Linked DNA regions of Mus musculus: region 1 is linked to region 2. A link is a contact called in public Hi-C data. All regions are on one chromosome and are shown on one strand. Each heading gives the region's core, a stretch centred on a gene start, on an enhancer-like site or on the middle of the called end of the contact. The rest is flanking DNA. Distances are from core to core; before and after follow the strand shown. Region 1 overlaps Mpdz (multiple PDZ domain crumbs cell polarity complex component). Region 2 overlaps Mpdz (multiple PDZ domain crumbs cell polarity complex component).

Evidence for each region. Hi-C and Micro-C count contacts between places; a contact is called where the count stands out from the background.
Region 1: a contact with region 2 is called in a Hi-C map of rod photoreceptor, with 3 times the contacts expected there. The contact joins two enhancer-like sites. A contact is called at or near these places in 2 of 484 Hi-C or Micro-C datasets (rod photoreceptor and uterus) and 2 of 9 other capture datasets (adipose tissue and liver).

Annotation. Positions count from the first base shown.
Region 1 is chr4:81,419,146-81,425,878 of GRCm38.p6, forward strand. Mpdz (multiple PDZ domain crumbs cell polarity complex component) reads right to left here. Exons shown (of 47, transcript NM_010820.3): 2 at 2,028-2,097. The coding sequence starts at 2,043. Among named protein-coding and RNA genes, the nearest start is that of Mpdz, 20 kb to the right of the region's middle. Within about 2 kb of position 4,571, at least 8 of the 459 cell types and tissues checked have an H3K27ac peak or open chromatin away from gene starts, as enhancers often do. A contact at or near this core is called in rod photoreceptor, where this site is marked.
Region 2 is chr4:81,279,774-81,286,449 of GRCm38.p6, forward strand. Mpdz (multiple PDZ domain crumbs cell polarity complex component) reads right to left here. Exons shown (of 47, transcript NM_010820.3): 41 at 6,595-6,676; 42 at 5,690-5,733; 43 at 4,804-4,926; 44 at 3,560-3,664; 45 at 2,884-2,996; 46 at 1,928-2,051. Among named protein-coding and RNA genes, the nearest start is that of Gm25803, 55 kb to the right of the region's middle. Within about 2 kb of position 2,933, at least 13 of the 459 cell types and tissues checked have an H3K27ac peak or open chromatin away from gene starts, as enhancers often do. A contact at or near this core is called in rod photoreceptor, where this site is marked.

The sequences.
Region 1 (6,733 bases), core at 3,321-5,820, 140 kb after region 2:
AAGTGCACAGCATTGTCACATGGGAACTGAGTATGAAGCAATTTAAAAAGTACATATTTTTAATTCAGTATAATGACACTCTTTTAAGACTTTAAATACTTTTTTCTCAAAATTAAATAACATATTTACATATGCTTCAAAACAACCCAGCTGCTTGATTAGATTTAGGACCTAAAGGAAGACTAAAATCTATCACTATACATATTTAAGTTTCTTACAGTGAAGTTCATTTAAAAGCAGGAACAGGGTATAGTATATGCTTAAGCAAACAGTTGTAAAGCCCCAGAAACTGATGCAAACGATGTGTCACTGAGCTTGGCGCCAGATGTTTCCAGCCCCGTGAAAACAGCATAAAGCCTTGCATGGCCTTAAAAATCTAATCTCTTCTTTTTTAAAAAGATAAACAAACTTGTATTTATGTATAATAAAATTGATAATTAACCCATTAGTAAGTGGATGTGGCTGTGAGTGATGAATTACATCCAAAGTACAATAATTCCATGTATTAAAAACTTAAGTATTCTACACTAGATAATTTCAGAATCCTAGATAATGGACATTTCAAGGTACTATTTCAACCCTTGGAATATTTTACCCTAAAATTAAACAGCATATTTATAAATGCTTTAAACCAATAACTCAGATGACGGCTAGACATCTTATGAAAGTGAGCATGTTGACTATGCTCTGATAGGCCTACCACCTTACATACATGCTTCTACAGTCAATTTCAACACATTTCTGAATTATAAAAACACAGGTTCTTATACTTTAGAAGCCAATTTTGGGTTTTTTTTTCAAATGGAGATTCTTCAAATATGTTCTAGTACAGTCATGATGACAGCATAAACATCTACTGCATGTACATTGTATGCAATATTACATGTATATGACAGTAATCAGAAAAGAGGGGTTCACCACTAGAGACATCTGGCATTCCACAGACACTGGGTGATGAAATATTATATTGATCATGAGTACATACACACAAACAAGTTAAAGTTCTTTCAGAAATTCTAAGCAAAGATTGATAAAGATGCACGTGAGAACTCTGTTTGTTCTCTATCACATTTTCCATGGTAAGTCAGAACACAAGCCTATTACTAAGATGCACATTGATCCTTAGAGGGTGATGCTACTTAGCAACTGCTAACAGGAGGAAATCCTGAAAGCACTGTCTGAATGGAAGCCACACTTTCCCTTTCCTTCTCCTGCATTACAAGGAACTTCCCGATGTGTCCCAACAGTTTTTATGGCCTAAGATTTCAATGCAGAATGAGACATAGAAAATGTAGCCACACAGAATTTTATGATCAGAGTAGGAATGGAGTCAGATGTCAAATGTCACAACAGCTCCTTTTCCTTTTATTGTCCCATTCCCTCAAAACTGGCAACTGCTGAGGTGTCAGAGTGAACTGTACATGCCTTTCAGTACTCAGGCTCCCAAGAGCTACCTGGGGAAGGCACAGTGCTGACCGGTGAGCTCTGCAGTATGTGCCATACCTGACACAGCTTTCTACAATCAGTTGTCTCTACAACACTGCCCCACACTGCAGTGTGGGGAAGAGTGTAGTAACATGCAGATAGTAATCCCATCTCAGGCAAAATTATCTCATGCAGAAATTAAACTATTTTCACTGGAATCTGAGGTACAATTACTGCCCTATTGGGCAGCGCTTTACCTACATAAATACAAGTGAGAATAACAATCCTGTTTTAGTATTAAATTACTGTTCAGATTTCTAGTGACACCCAAATGTCATAAATAGGTTCATAAAACAGAGTAGAGCTTCTATTAAGCTTATTAAACATAATTTGTAGACTCTCGCATGTATTTATTTTGAATGATTTTTTTGGTAACAATGTGGATAAAACTGCACGAATAGAGAAATCCACTACCTAGTTCAACGCTACTGGATCAGAAATTTAAATCCAATTTACTGTGACTATATAAAGAATAGCATACCATAAAAACGGCAGATGCATGCTCATTTCTAACAAAAACAGGGAGAAAAGAGAAGTCTTACCTATGGTTTCCAACATCTTCAAGGTTCAGTGTACTCTATAATGATGCCAAACACCAACTAAAAGGACATTCTGTAGAGAAAGGAAATAAAATGGAGTCATTATGTTTTAATAAAATCTAAAGACTGGGGCTGGTGAGATGGCTCAGTGGGTAAGAGCACCCGACTGCTCTTCCGAAGGTCCAGAGTTCAAATCCCAGCAACCACATGGTGGCTCACAACCATCCATAACGAGATATGACTCCCTCTTCTGGAGTGTCTGAAGACAGCTATAGTGTACTTACAAATAATCAATAAATAAATCTTTAAAAAAAAAAAAAATCTAAAGACTGAAAAGTGCTTGGTGCTATTATAATTCTTTTTACTAAAATGGTATTGACTTAAATGTAACAGTTTGTTTCATATGCTGCAAAGAAATGATTTTAAAATGTTCCCACTAGTTGCAACAGTAACATATAATGTTGAGATGTAAGAAGGGAAGGGCTTGAAGGTGAGAGGGAGGTGAATGGAAGAGCTATCCCCAGTGCAATCACAGTGTGCTGGGCAGCATTCAGAGTACACTGTTCAACTATTCTCCTAATCCTCACTGTCCACTCACCAACAGAGGAAGCAGACCAAAGATAAGTCCCTTGTCTCGGGTGACATCACCAGTATGAAGCCAAGATCTCAACACACACCATCTGGCTCCAGAGTGCACAGTTCAAATGTTACAAAATGCTGCTCCTCAAAGGAGAAAAATTCATCTCACAACTTTTTCTCTTTTTCAATGGTAAAATTGCCATGAGACCCACTGCCTTCTCTCCTGCCTTATTCTCTGTTGCTATGATACAACACTGACCACAACGTACTTGGGGTGAACAGGGCTTGTTAGGTTCACATTTCCCCAACATAATCCATCACTGAAGGACTGTGCACCAAAGCAGGAACTTGGACACAGAAAATAGAAGAATCAGGCTTACTTTCTTGTTCTTAAGACTGACTGCTTTCTTATACAATGCAGAACCATCATCTGCCCAGGGGTAGCACAGTTCACAGTGGGCTGGACACTCGCACATCAAGTATTAGTGAAGAAAGGACCCCACAGACATACATATTAGCCAATCCACTGAAGGCATTTTCTCAATTGAGGCTTCCACTTCCTAGATGACTCTTGTTTATGTCAAGTTGAATATAAAACTAACAACAACAAGTAACTAACCAGCATAGCTATAGAGGTTAACCAATGAAGAAAACTATATTCAGTCTAAATGAAGTCAAAAATTAAGTAGACTGGTACAGACATTCAACACAACCAACTGCCCATAAGAATCTGATCCAGTTGGATCTATGTATTTTTAGAACCCATCAGTAGTCCTGTCAAAGAAAGATAACATTCATCTTATGTGATGTTCATATATTTAAAGCAAATCAATTTTAAAATTCAATATTTTAAAAACTCCTCATGATAAAGTATACCTGTTTGTATTAATGTTTAAAAATGTAGCTGTTGGGCTGGAGAGATGGCTCAGCGGTTAAGAGCACTGATTGCTGTTCCGGAGGTCCTGAGTTCAAATCCCAGCAACCACATGGTGGCTCACAACCATCTGTCATGGGATCGGGTGCCCTCTTCTGGTGTGTGTCAGAAGTCAGTTACAGTGTACTCGTATAACTAGTAATAAGTAAATAATAAAAAAAAATGTAGCTGTTCCATTTTAAACTAAATCCCCCAACACTGAGAAACCCATAGAAGTAGTGGCTACCCACTAGCAACCATCCATAAGTTCTAGTTATGATCATAGCACCATCAGGTTATATACAAATGGATCTAAAGTTATTTTAATAATCAAACACTCTGAAACACTGGGCACATTAATCATCACTCAATAGATTTGGAATTGGGAAGACACATCTTGAAGACAAGGATCCTCATAGTGTCTGAAATAAGTGATCCTCATGTTCCTTCCATGTCCTACAGACTGCTCCTCCAGTGCCTGACAGACTGCTCCTTCAGTGCCTGACAGGGCTCCTCCAGTGCCTGACAGACTGTTCCTTCAGTGCCCCATAGACTGCTCCTCCAGTGCCTGACAGAGTGCTCCTCCAGTGCCTGACAGAGTGCTCCTTCAGTGCCTGACAGAGTGCTCCTCCAGTGCCTGACAGAGTGCTCCTTCAGTGCCTGACAGAGTGCTCCTCCAGTGCCTGACAGACTGCTCCTTCAGTGCCTGACAGGGCTCCTCCAGTGCCTGACAGACTGTTCCTTCAGTGCCCCATAGACTGCTCCTCCAGTGCCTGACAGAGTGCTCCTCCAGTGCCTGACAGAGTGCTCCTTCAGTGCCTGACAGAGTGCTCCTCCAGTGCCTGACAGAGTGCTCCTTCAGTGCCTGACAGAGTGCTCCTCCAGTGTCTGACAGAATGCTCCTTCAGTGCCTGACAGAGTGCTCCTCCAGTGCCTGACAGAGTGTTCCTTCAGTGTCCTACAGACTGTTCTCCCATCTTCCAGGCAAGGACAGTGCAAGATCATCACAGAGTCACAGAGCCCTTAAGTGGGGTAAGTTGGACTTGAAATCCCCTCTGCCGGATTTCCAAGTCTACACTCTATCACACTGGCCCTACTTATTTAGACAGGGCTCACTATGCAGTCCAGACTGCCCTTAATCTTATTATGTAGTCTTCAAGCTCTTAATCCAATTCCCTCAGCCTACTAAGGATAAGAAATATGAACCTCTGAACTCATCTTCTATCTCCTATTTTCTATATTGTCCTGAATATACACTTGGTAGAGGTATCAATTGTTTAAAAGAGAATGTATGAGATGGTGTATTAAGGTACAACTACCTCTATAAAATGAGAGGACATAAAATCCATTGTAGGTAGAAATTGAAAGAAATAAACTTGTAAGAACTAGAAAACTGCATATTTATAAAAAACTATTTCCATGGATTTTACAAAACTGTTCACAGTGAATCATGGTCAGGCCAGAGGGGAGAGAAGAAAGCGCTGGATTGCTGCATTCTTCTTTAGTTTTGCATCTTGACTAAGTACATCTAGACTTCCAGAATGAACAAATATAAACATAATGCCTATTCAAATTTGAGCTACAGGAAAATTACTACTTTCTTAGTGTGTGTGTGTGTGTGTGTGTGTGTGTGTGTGTGTGTGTGTGTGTATGTGTGTGTAGATATATCTCCAGTGATATTTGTATTAAAATCTAAAATTCAAGTTTAACTGATCATTTTATTGACAATCTGGTTATCTTTGCATTTGCTTAGGAATAGTAATACTAAAACATCATTTATAATCTTAGGCCTATGTGTTTTCTGTTAACTTCTATTATGACAGTTCGTTGATCCTTAATAAGTCTCTGAAGACTTTCCCTGTGACCATTTCATTGCCCAACAATGGGTTGATAACACTATTTTTTTTTTTCTGCAAGGAATGAAAGATAAACTGAATATTTGGTTTTGTTGAGGAGCATGTACTAACTGGCCAATTTGCTCTCTGGCAAGCTGTTCTGGAAGTATGCAGGCACACACGTATGCAGCAAAGAGTCGGCAATTCAAACAGTAAATCATTCTAAATACACAGATGTCACAGCAACTAGCAAATAAACAAACCAACACAACAACAAAACAACTGCTTTGCTCTAGCACTTTAGTTTGCTCTCTGTTTGCTATGAAAACACCATGACCAAAGGTAATCTGGAGAGAAAGAAGGGGTTTATTTCATTTTGTAGGTTATAGTCCATCATGAAGGAAAGTCGGCAGACCTGGAACCCAGGCCATGGAGGGATGCTGCCTACTGGCTTACTCTTCCTGGCTCACTCAGCTGGCTCTCACACAATATAGAACCACCTGCCCATGAATGCCCTCACCCACACTAGGCTGGGCCCACTGGCATCGATCATCAAGCAAACAAACAAATACTATATGGGCTTGCTACAGACCAGTTTGACAAAGGCAGTTTTACAACTGAGGTACTTTTTGCCTGCTTTTCCCTAGTCTGTCAAATTGATGACCCCCCCCCCAAAAAAAAAAAAAACAAAAAAAGTCTAACCAGCACAGACAGAAATAATTCTGAGGAGGAGCTTCAGGAAATGCTCACACTTTTATAGTTATTATACTCAATTCTTACTACAGCATAAGTAAATATAAGATAGTAAAATCTCATCAGGGTAGCTCAGCATCTGTCACTGCATTTAAATTTAGCCTCTGTTCCCTTCACAGCTAGCCTCAGCACTTCCTGAAGCTAGCAGACAAAAGCCAGGATATAATCTCTCACGGGTAGTTTGTCATATCTGCAAGTGTTTGTGATGGCAAAATGGACACTTTCATTAATAATTCCTACTTTGGGGTAACACTACTGAACTGCTGTCTCCAAAGCAGGGACGCAGCACAGCATCTACCCACACCACAGCTGCCCAGTAGTTGCAAGCAGACTTTGACTAGCATCTCCTCCTTTGAACTATCTCCCTCATTTTTTAGGCCCTGATCAAAAAAGCATTCCTGAATGCAAGTTTATTTTCACATTCACAGCTATAAATCCTTCTGGATTCCTACAATAAATGCAGAATTTATTAATTCTAAACTTACTCCAAAGTCAAAGAAACTTAACTTCATAAGTACTTCACATGCTGATCAATATTATCTCCTCTTGGCAAACTTGTGCTACCTTTGTAGGGCTGTGAGTTAAATTATCTCTCAAAAGTGAAAATACGGATTAGAGGAAGGTTTTGG
Region 2 (6,676 bases), core at 1,683-4,182:
AAGTATAAAGTAGGCTTATTTACTTGTGAAAGAACTCAGCCACACACAAAGAAAAAGAGCCAAAGAAGAATGCAAATTGCTCTGCATGTACACATACATGGCTCCCGGTGCCCCATACCATCAGACATGATGAACATACTTAAAAAAAAGAGGTCCTTCTTCCAAATTGGTTTAACACTGACATTCCAATCTGGTAGTGAAGTTAGCTAGCAGTCAACAGAGTAGCTGGAATTTTTTTTTTTTTTTTTTTTTTTTTTTTTTTTTTTTTTTTTTTTTTTTTTTTTTGGCTGTTTAGGACAGCAATTGGTGGCAACTAAAATTAATAAAGAATATTTGGGCATCTGCCTAACAGGAATGATTTCACAGAAACGGAGGCTTTTTCAGACTATAAAGAGGGCCTACAGAAAGACAAAGGATCAGGGAGAACAAAAGCAGCCTCATCAAACAAAGCTATGGAGACTTGAGAGTCCACAGGTTTGCTGAGCCAGAAAGCCCACATAGAGGCTGATCAGGGTAAGGCAGAGTGAGAATTTAAAAGCCAGTGCTGGTCTGGGGAGACACCGCTCATGCAATGCTTGTTCAGCATCAATCGGGCTCTGAGTTCCATCCCAGCACACAGCTCAGACACGAGCCCCCCAGCACTGCTAAGTGTCATTCTTTCTAAGCTTTGCAAAGAAAGACTGCTCAAGCTGTCTTGGTTTTTACTGCAAGGGAAAAGAGAGTCTTCCTATTCCTATAGGCTCTAAATAATTATGATTAAACACAGACATCACTATTTAAAAAAGAACTCCATCTCAGGCATGAACATAGACGATAATTATGCAATTAAATATAAGATTAAAAATATGGAAGAGTTAATGAGGAGCGTATAATGATGAAATTCTTAAAATATGTTCTAACTAGCATGCCTTAAATAAATTGTTCCTAGGCCGAGGAAAAGGATTGCATGGCGCTTCTATTCATTGGCAAATGCTGTCTGTATTTTTGGATGTACCAATAACTTAAAAAAAAAAAAACAACTTACAAATTAAGCCTACAGCTAGTTTGCCACAGAACAGCACTTTAAATTGGTTGAAAATAGTAGTGTTTTTCTAAAATAATAGAAACTTCCATAACATAAAGGAGCATTTAAAGAGCCCAAGTGGAATCTTTACAGGCCTGATGTTCACTCTGTTCTTTTCCACTGTAAAATGTGAGATTCTGAGTTCTCTTCTGCAGGAAACGTTGTTCAAATTTGTAGTCTTTGAAAATAGATCTTAACAACACATTACCAACCATTATATGCATTTCTATTATTTTAATGACTTCATCAAAATTACAGTCTCTTTATTCTTATTCTAAACATTCTTAAGATGGTTCAGTGGATGATTACAACTATACACAGAGCTTTCTTTTCATAAGTAACTGAATCCCTTGATTGCAAATAATGCTTTATTACAGACAGCAGGTCTGCTCACTACTCCTCAATTCTTTTTCTCTTTTCAATGAAATTAATGTATAAACACCCTAGTCATAATGTGAGATTAATTTTGTGTATTTTTCTGTACCTACTTTAGATTTCACAACTATAAAAGAACACGGAGGAAAACATGCCAGTTCTTGACAGCAGATATATTATCAAAGTCCATATTCAAAAGGTAATCATGTGTGACTTTCTATTCAATGGAAGGGACAGGCTGCATCGATTGTTTCATGTATATCACTGAGAGTTTCCATGGAGTTTCAATTTGAACTAATTTTCTCTAAACATAACTAAACCTCAATTAGGATAAAAACATTTAATAACCTGTTCCTGCAGAGATTTCAAAAGAAAATATCAATGTTAACCATTTGGCGTCACGTCAGGCCTTAAACTAATAAGCTAGCTGCTGACCAGTGTTAATTAATGTCTAGTAAGGAACAGAATGGGTAAACCTTGTAAGCTTACCTTTGCAAACACTGTTTTCACATAAATTGGTAAGTCTCCATGAGGGCTGCCATAGCCGCCTACAATGCTGAAGCCTAAGCCATCTGGTCCTCGGTCTAGCGTAATGGTCTTAGACTGTGGAGGGCTACAGAAAAAGAAAGGAGAAAAAAAAAGGTCACAAACACACACACTCACTTGGTTCTGTGCTTTATGCTTTACCTGATTCAAACTACAGATAGTATATCCTCTATGTTACAGATAAGAAAGATGCTATTTATTGAATGCTTTCATAGCACAGAAACTCTCCTTCTTTTTCCAGTTTATTGAGAGGGGATGAAAGTTCAGAGAACCACAATGTAGGATCATAAATGATAGTCTCAACTTCAGAGAGGAAAGTCAACTGTGAACAAGATAAGGGCAGCATTGAATAACTTGAAAATTTAAATGTGCCTCCCTTTACCTTTTATCTTTTCTAATACTTTTATATTTAGTGTGTTTTCTAATATATTCAGTATTTTCAATCACAGTTCATTGAAGAAGAGCAAGATGTCCTCTCAAAAATATCAAAACTGAAAACCCAGGAAGTGTAGTAGGGTGAAGAGCTATTTGTAGTATACTCATGTCTGATTAGGTAACTATTTATAATCTACTCATCTCTGAGCAGGCATGGCGTTAATGCACCCGTCTGTAACTAGGTAACTGTTTATAATCTAGTCATCTCTGATTAGGTAACTCTCTTTAATCTACTTATTCCTGACTAGGTAACTATTTATAATCTAGTCATCTCTGATCAGGCAGTGGTTTGTAACCCACCCAACTGACAAGCTGACTAAAAGCATTGGCACTTTCTACTTTATACGCCCTCTCCCTTTATTTTACCTCTGGGTGATTGCCAGGAACATGGGACAGAGACTGCAATTTTCTCAACAATTTGGTTTGAAAGGAAAAAATGATATACCCGATAATATATTGCTCACCCTAAATCATCCGGAAATATACTGCTTGATGTCAGCCCAGTGAAAGCAAGACAAGGATTGGCAAGTTCTTGCTGATGACCCGTGACCACACTCACATCTCCTCCAGCAACCACCTGTGTGTGGGCACAGTGAAAGGAGAAACTGTATATTCACCTCGCCTGAGAGATCCCAAAAGATCGCTCCAAAAAATGAACTTAGATTAAAATGAGTGCTTTTACTGACTGCTTAAACACTGAAATGATTAAAACACTATTGGAAACAAAGACACTTCACAATGCCCAGGTACCTTTTAAATGTGCAGACAGTAAAAATATCCTAAAGTAAGTTCTACAATTTCCTTTGTTTTCAAATCATGACTTCATTTGCAACCATTTTTCAGAGATTTCAGAAGACATGCTACTCACAGAGCACACAGGATTCTAACAATCATTGGCTGCAGGGGTGCTGTATTTTTCCCTTTAGATATAAAATATGAAATAATGAAGGCACCAGGATGGAGTGATACAGAATGTGTTGCTTCATAATGCTTTCCTGGAGCGCTCGATTTAATCAGCGTCGTTCAAGGAATATATTAAGTAAACCAGTAGCAGAAGAGTGAATTGATTTTATCTAGCACCAGAGCTCCTGTGTCCTCAGGCTACCTACCTTGTGAACAGTGCTTGGGATAAAGCCTTACCTGTACTTCAATGGAGCCTGAGGCATTTTTCATCAAGTTAACCGCCTGTGTGTGAGTCATCCCATCCGTGGATGTGCCACAGATGGTGACAATCCTATCCCCAACCTGCAAGACAAGTAGCCAGCATGCAGATGAGGGCTGGGGCTGACAGGCTAACGTGGTCTTAGACCACTCACAGTGCACCTAAGTTGCCACCAGCTTCTGAAATATAGCAGGAGATCACTAACTCAAATCTAAGAAGCAACTTCAAAAGAGAGAGCTGAGATGGAGTTGATAGTTCTGGGGAAGGAAAAGTGATGAGAAAAAACTCACTCTTCCCTGGTCCCCGGTCCTTCTTTCTCCTGGGAAAGATATTACTTATTAAAGCCATAAAGTATCAGTGCCATCTGCAAGCCAGATTTTCTCTGGACATTAACACTATGTTAGATGAGACCATAAGTCAGAGGTTGGCAAACTAAGGGCAGCAAAGCCAAGTTGGCACAGTGTCCACTTCAGTTAATCAAATTTGGTTGGAAGACAGTATGCTTACTTGTCCTGTGACAGAGCCAAGTAGTTGCAAGAGAGTCCTATGCCCCAGTTTAAGCCTTCGCTGCTCTCTCATAGGAAGTGAATTGAACCTATGGCGCTAGGGTATGATCAGTTTCTCAGTGTCCATCATAAATTTAAAAGTACTGAGTTATCCCCAAACTTGAAGCTATTTATCTAAGATATGGTTCTTTTGGATATCTTGTTTACAGCTTGGGCATAAAAGGTTTTCCTTCCAAGAGGCCAAGTTATTGCAGTAAAGTGTACTTTGTTGACAGTATGGTTCAGCATCGGGCCATCCTGTAACCTTGAAGCAAATCTGTATGCTTTACAGTACATGAAGTCATATTTTCATTAAACTTCGTTAAAATTTATAATAAAGTAAGTAAGGAACATGTTCCAATTTGGTATGGTCAAGTCAGCATTTAAACCAATAATACATATGAAAGAAGTTTCCTTCTGTACTGTGCTCGGAACACACTTTGTTTTCTCTGTAATATGTTCCAAAGTTGCAATGTCCTTAAATCTTGCATCTGATCACATCATATTCCCTTTTGCTATTCTTGATCTTTCACTTAAAGCAAGCTCATCCATGACTTGGCTTGCTGTTTAAAGGCAGATTTAAACCCTGAGAACCTCCTGGCTGTAGGTGGTTAGGCTGAGAGGTGGAAATGCCTGCTAGGTTTGCTAGAGCCACTACAGTTAGTAGGAAAACTTACTCTGAGTTTTTGTGTTTGAGCTGCAACACCATTTGGGTGCATCATCGCAATAAATATAGGGACATCTCCGAGCGGGCTGCCCACTCCTCCAGCAATGCTGAGTCCCAGCGAGTCAGCAGGCCCCTGCCATGGAACACACATGCTTGGGTCAAAGCAGGATTCTAAACCGACCTTTTGTTTCTTCTTTGACACACAATATTCTATTGCTAATTAGGATCCTCTAGGTATGAGGGTGGAAAATACTTCATTTGACATAGGGACTTAAGGGAGGGGGGAAGCATCAGTTTGGAAAGTGAAGCAATTGATACATACTAAATCATGTTGAGATTGATAAAAGGCAGGCAAACTCGGGAACTGAGAGGACCACAAGATTCGAAACCAGGTAGGGCCACTTTCCCACTCAGGACATTACAAGTCCTAGTGCAAGGCCTGGAACACATGCACTGAGCCCACCAAGCTCTGGCTGGGTCTCACAGAGGCCTGCAGTGCACATGAAGCACATACTGATGGCATGCAGTGCTGAGAAGGCTATATCATAGTCCCAGGAAACCATGCCTTTGCGGTCTCTCTTGCACATGACTATAAGGTTGTATGTCCTAATATTCATTCATCAGAACAAGAGGTGAGACGCAGAGAATCATTCTGTGTAAGGGCAGAATAATACTAATTTTGACAGTATAAAATATAAATAATGAATAAATAACTTAAATAGTTTACTCATTAAAATATATAGAAATATAAGTAATTTTATTATGCTAAGAAATTTGGCAATGACAGAACTGCGCTATTTCCATTGCTTACAATGTACATAAGTATTTTTTCAGATGGGCACTATAAAATACTCAACAAAATATAATCAAAAATGCCTTGCAAGATAGCAAATTACCTTTTTTATTTCGACTGTTCTTAGTCCCTGAATTTCAGATGCTACTGTAAAGGCAAAAGCAGATAAGATGTGGTTGTTAAAATATGTTTATGCATATTCCCATTTTAGCCATTTTAGATGGATGGTAGTGCATGGGTATCCTTTTTAAAAGGGTACACTTGGCTATCAGCAGTGCATATAATTAAATCCAGCTCACACAAAAGTGTATTTCCTCAAGCAGAAAAATGTGCATGCCATACAGTTCTTCCCTATGGGCTCGGCTCTGATTATATAACTGTACAATCCACTCAGACTGAATTAAGAACAGAATATGCTTCGGATAGAAAGTTGCTCACACAGCTCAGAGGAATACTTATGGATGAGTTAAAAAAATCTATGCACTAAATGTCTAAATTTCTAGAATATTAGTCACATTGCAAATAGAGATTGCCATATGGCGAGTTTCTTCAATTTGAAAATCTCTCAACCAACGCACAAAGCCAGAAATCCTCTATGCCATGATTGCATGTAATTAAAACACAGGAGGGTTGTGTTGACTTTTTCAAATTTTTTGTAATCTTCATGGAAAAAAAGAAGACTGCTTAGTGGTGTTTTCTGATTTACCTGAGTTACATTCAACAGAGAAAAAGAACAAAATCAAATAACTGATCTGCATCGTAAGAGAAAAATTACAGACACATCTATAACTTGTAAGGCAAATGTAAGTGCCTCCATTTGGTCTGGACTTTGGCTAGTGCATGTTTTCTATCTATATTAGGATACGGGATGGTCTAAGAGGGAAAAGTGGCTCAGTGGGAAGAGAAGAGGAGAGGAGAGAAGAGAAGAGAAGAGAAGAGAAGAGAAGAGAAGAGAAGAGAAGAGAAGAGAAGAGAAGAGAAGAGAAGAGAAGAGAAGAGCAATCTTACATGCATTTTTCTTCGAGTTACTTTCCAATGACTCTGATGTATTTATTCCAGAAAGTGGGGGAGTGAAAGATGACAGGCTGCT